Regions from separate parts of the Mus musculus genome. Here region 2 is linked to region 1. The links are chromatin contacts, called in public HiChIP or PLAC-seq maps. All regions are on one chromosome and are shown on one strand. The core of a region is the stretch at or near the end of the contact, and the rest is flanking DNA. Distances in the headings are between cores, read along the strand shown. Region 1 holds the start of Smg9 (smg-9 homolog, nonsense mediated mRNA decay factor (C. elegans)). Region 2 holds the start of Cxcl17 (chemokine (C-X-C motif) ligand 17).

What was found. HiChIP or PLAC-seq counts read pairs in DNA pulled down with a chosen protein or histone mark.
Region 2: a contact with region 1 is called in a FOXA1 HiChIP or PLAC-seq map of pancreatic cancer cells. The contact joins the promoter of Cxcl17 here to the promoter of Smg9 in region 1. A contact is called at or near these places in 1 of 39 promoter capture datasets (hippocampal neurons) and 1 of 115 datasets of contacts at active chromatin or transcription factors (pancreatic cancer cells).

The regions. Positions count from the first base shown.
Region 1 is chr7:24,398,069-24,401,336 of GRCm38.p6, reverse strand. Smg9 (smg-9 homolog, nonsense mediated mRNA decay factor (C. elegans)) reads right to left here and starts at 1,709. Exons shown (of 14, transcript NM_028047.2): 1 at 1,446-1,709.
Region 2 is chr7:25,411,399-25,414,630 of GRCm38.p6, reverse strand. It overlaps Cxcl17 (chemokine (C-X-C motif) ligand 17), which reads left to right and starts at 1,745. Exons shown (of 4, transcript NM_153576.2): 1 at 1,745-1,929. The coding sequence starts at 1,851. The region is part of intron 3 of 4732471J01Rik (RIKEN cDNA 4732471J01 gene); the gene reads right to left.

The DNA.
Region 1 (3,268 bases), core at 460-2,959:
TTCTTGTGTGTGTGAGACACACACATACACATGCCTGCGTGCAAGCAGGCACAGAGCCATATCACATTTGTGGAGGCCAGGTGACAACTTCCGAGAGACCATTTTCTCTTTCCATCCTGTAGGCCGCAGGGATGGAAGTCAATTCTTTGGCCTTGTGGTGGCCCCGTTACCTGATACAACCATCCTGACAGCCCCACACTGTTTTTGCCTGGGCAAGGAGCTCTGCACATCTGCCAGTCTTGCCTCCGCAGCACTGGGATGACAAGATCGTGCCGCCAGGCTCCACTTTTTATGTGGTTGCTGGGGATCAAACCTGGGTCTTCATGCTTGCAAACAAGCACTTCACACACTGAGCTATCTTCCCACCTACATGTGAAGCACCTCTTTGGAGAATCTTCCAGAATTGACAAGTTGCTTTGCAAGAATTTCCAGGAGACCCCCAATTCTTAACTGTTCTAATGCCTTTTCTCTTGAGGCATGGTGCATTCCACAACTTAATACTGTTTCCTCCTCCTCCTCACCTCTCCCTCTCAAACAGGGTCCTGCTCTGCAGTTCAGGCTGGTCTCAAACTCATGGCGACCCTCCTGTTTCTGGCTCCACACTACTGGAATTACATGTGTGAGCCGCCTTGTCCAGTTCTATTCACGTATTTTTCTAAGTGCTTCCTAGTCTACTTGCAGTCTTTTTTTTTTTTTTTTTAAGATTTATTATAATATATAAGTACACTGTAGCTGTCTTCAGACACACCAGAAGAGGGCATCTGATCTCATTACGGATGGTTGTGAGCCACCATGTGGTTGCTGGGATTTGAACTCATGATCTCTGGAAGAGCAGTCAGTGCTCTTAACCGCTGAACCATCTCTCTAGCCCCCCTTTTTAAAAATATTATTTATGTATTTATTTATATGAGTACACTGTAGCTGTCTTCAGATACACACCAGTAGAATGTGCATCAGATCCCATTACAGGTGGTTGTGATCCACCATGTGGTGGCTGAGAATTGAACTCAGGACCTATGGGAGAGCAGTCAGTGCTCTTAACCTCTGAGCCATCTCTCCAGCCCCTACTTGCAGTCTTATATGGAGCCTCCTTCCAATACTCAGGCATGAAGAACCTCAAAATCCAATTTCCATGGAAGGTGGCCCTAGGTGTATGTCGGCTTCTTTGGGACTGTGTCCAGAAATTTCCTCCCGATACTGTTAGAAGGCTCGTACCAGCACTACAGGGACACTTTACAGTGGCTATAGTTTCTATTAATTTATTTGTACCTCCAGCTAACGGCGCCGCAATTCCGAGACCTTCACGTTCCTACTCCCATTGGCCAGCCGCCCAGCGACCTTTTAACGGCAGGGCGGGGGCGGGGCTTGAATACGCCCCACCCCCAACCCCGCCCCGTCGGCGCGCCTGCCTCTCCCAGGCTCGGGGCGTCCCCCCTTCCCCTTACCTAGGGCAGCTGCTGATTAGTTCCTGGGTCGCAGCGCGCGCTCTGAGTGACGGGAGTGCAGCGTGGGCGGGGAAGGTCCTCCACAGCCACCTGCCGTGTAAATGGTGCCGGAAGGTCACAAGCCAGAGAATGAGAGAGGCCGAGAAAACGGGTGCCGGCTATTCCGGAACAGGCCTTGGCGTCCCGGAAGCTCCCAGAGGAGGAAGAAGAGGAAGCCACAGTACGCAGCCCAACGAGTCACGGCCTGCGCTGCTAGCTCGGCGCATGCGCCGCGGGCTGGGCGCGCAAGCGAACCCAACGTGCGCGTTAGACTGAGCATGCGTGAATGGAGGTGGCTGGCTTCAGCACGCATGCGGATTACGGAGGGGCGAGGGAGTATGTTGCTGCTGAGAAGGCGCGTGCGCATTGTTTCTCTGGGCGGGCCTGCTGTTTGGCTGGGTGGGCAGCTCTGGAGATTTCGAGTTCGAATCCCGGGTCTTCTGTAGTGTTGTCAGACCGATCGGGGTAGGGTACGGCGGAAGGGAGGAATTAACGTCCTTATCTGAGCAAGCACAAGACTGATTCAGCTGGCTGCAAGAAGCGATCTTGAAGGACTTTAAGGAAGAGCCCAGCTCCTCCAAGACAGAACATCTGTAGAGAAAGGTCTAGGCTTGGACCTGTGGCACGAGGTGGGCGGCAGAAGTGGGCGGATCGCAGGGCTACAGAAGGGGCAAACATTCAAAGGACTAGGGGCACAGCCTGAAGCAGCTGGAAGGCCACTGGGCAGAGGGTGCAGTCACCCAATGGAAAGACAGCTGAGAGGCAGAAGTTCCACCTCCCCTATTGCTTTTCCTTTCTTAAAGAAAAAAAACCGTGAGTCCATCAGCCTGACCTCAAACTTACCCTCCTGTGTCTGCCTCTTCAGCATAACCTACCTGTGTGTGCCGCCACAATCAGCTCTCTTGGTTATTTGTTTGTTTGTTTGTTTGTTTGTTTGTTTGTTTTGAGACAGGGTTTCTCTGTATAGCCCTGGCTGTCCTGGAACTCACTCTGTAGACCAGGCTGGTCTCAAACTCAGAAATCCGCCTGCCTCTGCCTCCCAAGTGCTGGGATTAAAGGCAGCTCTCTTGTTTTGAGGTGGGGTCTTACTGTGTAGACCAGGCTGGTCTAGAACTCAAAGAAACCCACCTGCCTTGGCCTCAGGACTGCTGGGCTCTCCCCACCCCCTCGGCTTTTCGTTATTCTCTCCCATTCTCTTCTGTACTGAGAAAAGAGAGAGGGCCTTGCTATGTAGGATGTGCTCTACCACTGATCTGCATTTCAAGACACAAGCACACATGCGTGCTTGTCCCCAGAGCTGATCTCCATGTCAGCCTAACTCAAACAGCATCGCCTCCCTCCATGCCCCCGCCAAGCTCTTCTCTGTTCTCCTATGGGCACCTAGCTGCCAAGACTTAAAGTTTGCCTTCCCTTCGGCTTTTCTTTCAAATTTGAAAAAAAAAAAAATGTTCCTTGGAGTGCTGATAGAGGCACACTCCACGGGATTAAACCTAGAGCCCCATGCATGTTATGCATGCTAGGTAAGCACACTGCTGCCTGGGCCACATGGCCAGCTTATAAAGGATGGATATATATATAGTGAGTACACTGTAGCTGTCATCAGACACACCAGAAGAGGGCATCAGATCCCATTACAGATGGTTGTGAGCCACCATGTGGTTGCTGGGAATCGAACTCAGGACCTCTGGAAGAGCAGCCAGTGCTCTTAACCGCTGAGCCTTCTCTCCAGCCCGTGAAGAATTTTTTTATTGTTGAAGCCTGGAGACAGAAAGCACGAGTTTTTC
Region 2 (3,232 bases), core at 496-2,995, 1.0 Mb before region 1:
TCTAGAAAAGACTTCCTTATTCATTGTCCCTTTGGCTCCAACAAATGTCACCCAATATTTAAGTTCATCAATCCCTATTGCTTTGGCAGTCTTAAAGTCCCTCAAATAGACACCAAATTCAGTGCTGATGTTCCAAGATTGTTATAATTTAGATCTTCAGTGCTTCCCAAAGGCCCATGAGGTAAAGGCTGGGTAGCCAGTCTGTGGGAGATCAGAAGAACCTTTAGGAGACAGAGTTCAGTAGAAAACAGTTATGTCATGGTGGCGTATACACCCTTAAATGAACTATTAGGTTTATGGTTCTTGCTATCTTCTTTGCTTCCTAGATGCGAGAAGTGAGCAGTTTCCTCCACTATGCACTCTCTCCATGATGTATCTCAGCACAGGCTCAAAAATGACAGGGCAGACAGGCCATGAAATAACACCTCTAAGAGTGCAAGTTTCAGAAATAAACGCTCCCCTCCCTCGTGAGCTGGCTGGCACAATCGTCTTTAATGTTGACTGTGGGCATTATCAGCTTTCTCCTTTTGCCTTGAACCAAGAACTCCACCAACCTGGACCAACACAGTTCAAGAATCCCTTTTTGCCTATAGTTCATATATTCCTGGACCTGAAGCTCTGGTGATCTTACACACACATACACACACACACACACACACACACACACACACACACACACCGTGTCCTGTAAATTGGAGCAACTAAACCATAGCCAACTTCCTGATGAACAAGAGGAGGCTTTGTTTTCCCCACTGCTCCAGGAAAGAGTTTGGAGGCAAAGATAACTGACTCTGATTTTATTTGTGCATTGTTGCTGGTTTGTTTTTATTTGCTATTTATGGTGCTGAGAATCAAACCTGGAGCCTTGTGCATGCTAGTCAAGCATCTTATCTCTAAGCTACATCCCTAGCCCTTCGTTCTTCATTACAGTTATTTAAGGATGAGGGGAGTGTGCATGCACCAAATGACTATAGCAGTCAAAGGACAATGCACTGATTTCTCTACTTCCTGTGAACAGTGGGGATTGAAGTTAGATCATCAGCTCACTCGCCAGGCAGCCACTAGCCCTTCATTTTTGTTTTTCTTTCTTTGTTAAGAGAGAGAGAGAGAGAATTGAAGAGGAGAGGAAAGGAAGGGAGGGGAGGGGAGGGGAGGGGAGGGGAGGGGAGGGGAGGGGAGGGGAGGGGAGGGGAGGGGAGGGGAGGGGAGGGGAAACTCAAAGCCCTCTTCAGCCTCCAGTGCTGGCACACACCAGCACACCCAAAGTGAACGTCTTCTTAACTGAACTCTGCTTCCCTTGTGAGTGGCTAGGGAACTGGATGAATCTGTCAACAGTGCGAGGACAGGACAACTGTCCAGGCAGTAGCACTTCCATCTACTGTGCTGGCAATCACAAATGGGTGGAGAGAGGAAGCGCAGCTGTCAGCCTCTCTTTGTCAGCCTGCAGTGCCTCGGTTTTGCTCTAAACAGCCAAAAGGTACACGGAAATTCAAGTGAGAAAAAAGCTTAGAGAATGAAACCCCCCACAGTGGGGGAGGAGTCAAGCATACATACACACACACACACACACACACACACACACACACACATGCCAAGGTGTCAGTCATTTGTTCCTTTCTCTGGAGTGTGGTTTCTTTTGTTTGGCCAGTTTTACCTCCCACATTCCCGTAAAGACCTGGTCCAATCTGGTACTAAACTGACCAGCACCGCCTTCCTGCTCTTGATTTCCCAAGGGTGTTCTTGTGTAGGATTAAATTGTAGACACTACTCCACCTGAGCAGTTACAAGAAATCAGAAGCCTCTAACTGGTGACAATCCACACAGCCTTTAAGAACCAACAGACAGCCACAATGAAGCTTCTAGCCTCTCCCTTCCTTCTGTTGCTTCCAGTGATGCTCATGTCCATGGTCTTCAGCAGCCCGAACCCAGGTAAATACAATGAAATGATATTCTCTCTTCTCCTTCTCTCCCTCCCTTCCTCTTTATTTTGTCCGTCCTCCTCCCTTCTATTTTTCTCTCCCTTGAGACAGGCTCTTGATATGTAGTCAGGCTGACCGAAAACTTGGACTCTTCCGACCACAGTATCCTGGGTCCCAGTATTATAGGTGTGCCACCATGCCTGGCTCAAGATTAATTTCTACTTCACCAGAACCATGTGCACACCAAAGATTAATTTGATTTTGTGGGGAAGAAATGGGGTAGAAAACATGGCAAACCCAACAACAAGTGCATTAAAATACTCTTTTAGCAACAAGTTGGGGTAATTAAGTTAGTCTTTCTCAGTACCAGAATCCTCATTAGCAAAAAGAAAGGACCCTCTTTATCCCAAAGGACTCTGTAAACTTTAAGGCACATTCCCAACATGTCTGCAACTGTAGCTGGCAGCATACACACAAGTGTACACACAGCCCAGCCAAGATCCACTTCCCAGACCTTCCCAACCTCTCCTGGAAAAGTCACAGATTTTCTCAGGGCTCAACTGGGGGTGGGAGGCTTGTGGTGGAAGGCAAAGAAATGAGGAGTCCTATAACTTTAGAGTATGCCAAGTAAGCTCGTGATGATACAAACCAGGTCAGTCCTATTAGCAGGCAGTAGTCATGCAGACATTTTAGTCATCCCGGGCTTGGTTGAATGGTCTGTCCCTTTTGAAGCAGACTCGGTAGAGGTTCTGAATCTGTTCTAGTCTTCACCACAGCCAGTGTTTCCCAGCTCTTCACAGAGCCACCACACAGAAGCAAGATCATCTCTATCCATGTACCTTTCTCCTGTGGGTGAGGTACTCTGTGGCATACTCAGCATCATGTGATCCTAAATCCAGGATCACCTGCCTCTGGCAATGTCCAACTTCTTTCCTTTGTAGGGAAAGTTCTCTGAGTTCTTCAGTCCTGGGGCCCATAGTGGCCACTCTGGAAGGGAAGGCTTCTCTATCACTATATGGGCACCAGGGCTAGAGTCCTCCCCATGAACTCAAAGCTCTAGTCACAACACACCTTTCCAGTCCACTTTCTTTCATTCACAAAGATGCACTTATGCTCCAACCATACTAGGCTGCTGATCCCCAACAGGTCCTGTGTTTTCAAACCAGCTCAACTTTACTCACACATCTAATTCAAAGGCTAACACCTTTCCACTCCTCTGCTCTCCACGCTGACTATGCACAGCTCAGTCAGGACTCTTTGTACATCATGGTCTGTCTCACACTGGGGGCACCTCTTCTACCTCTCCTGCCCTG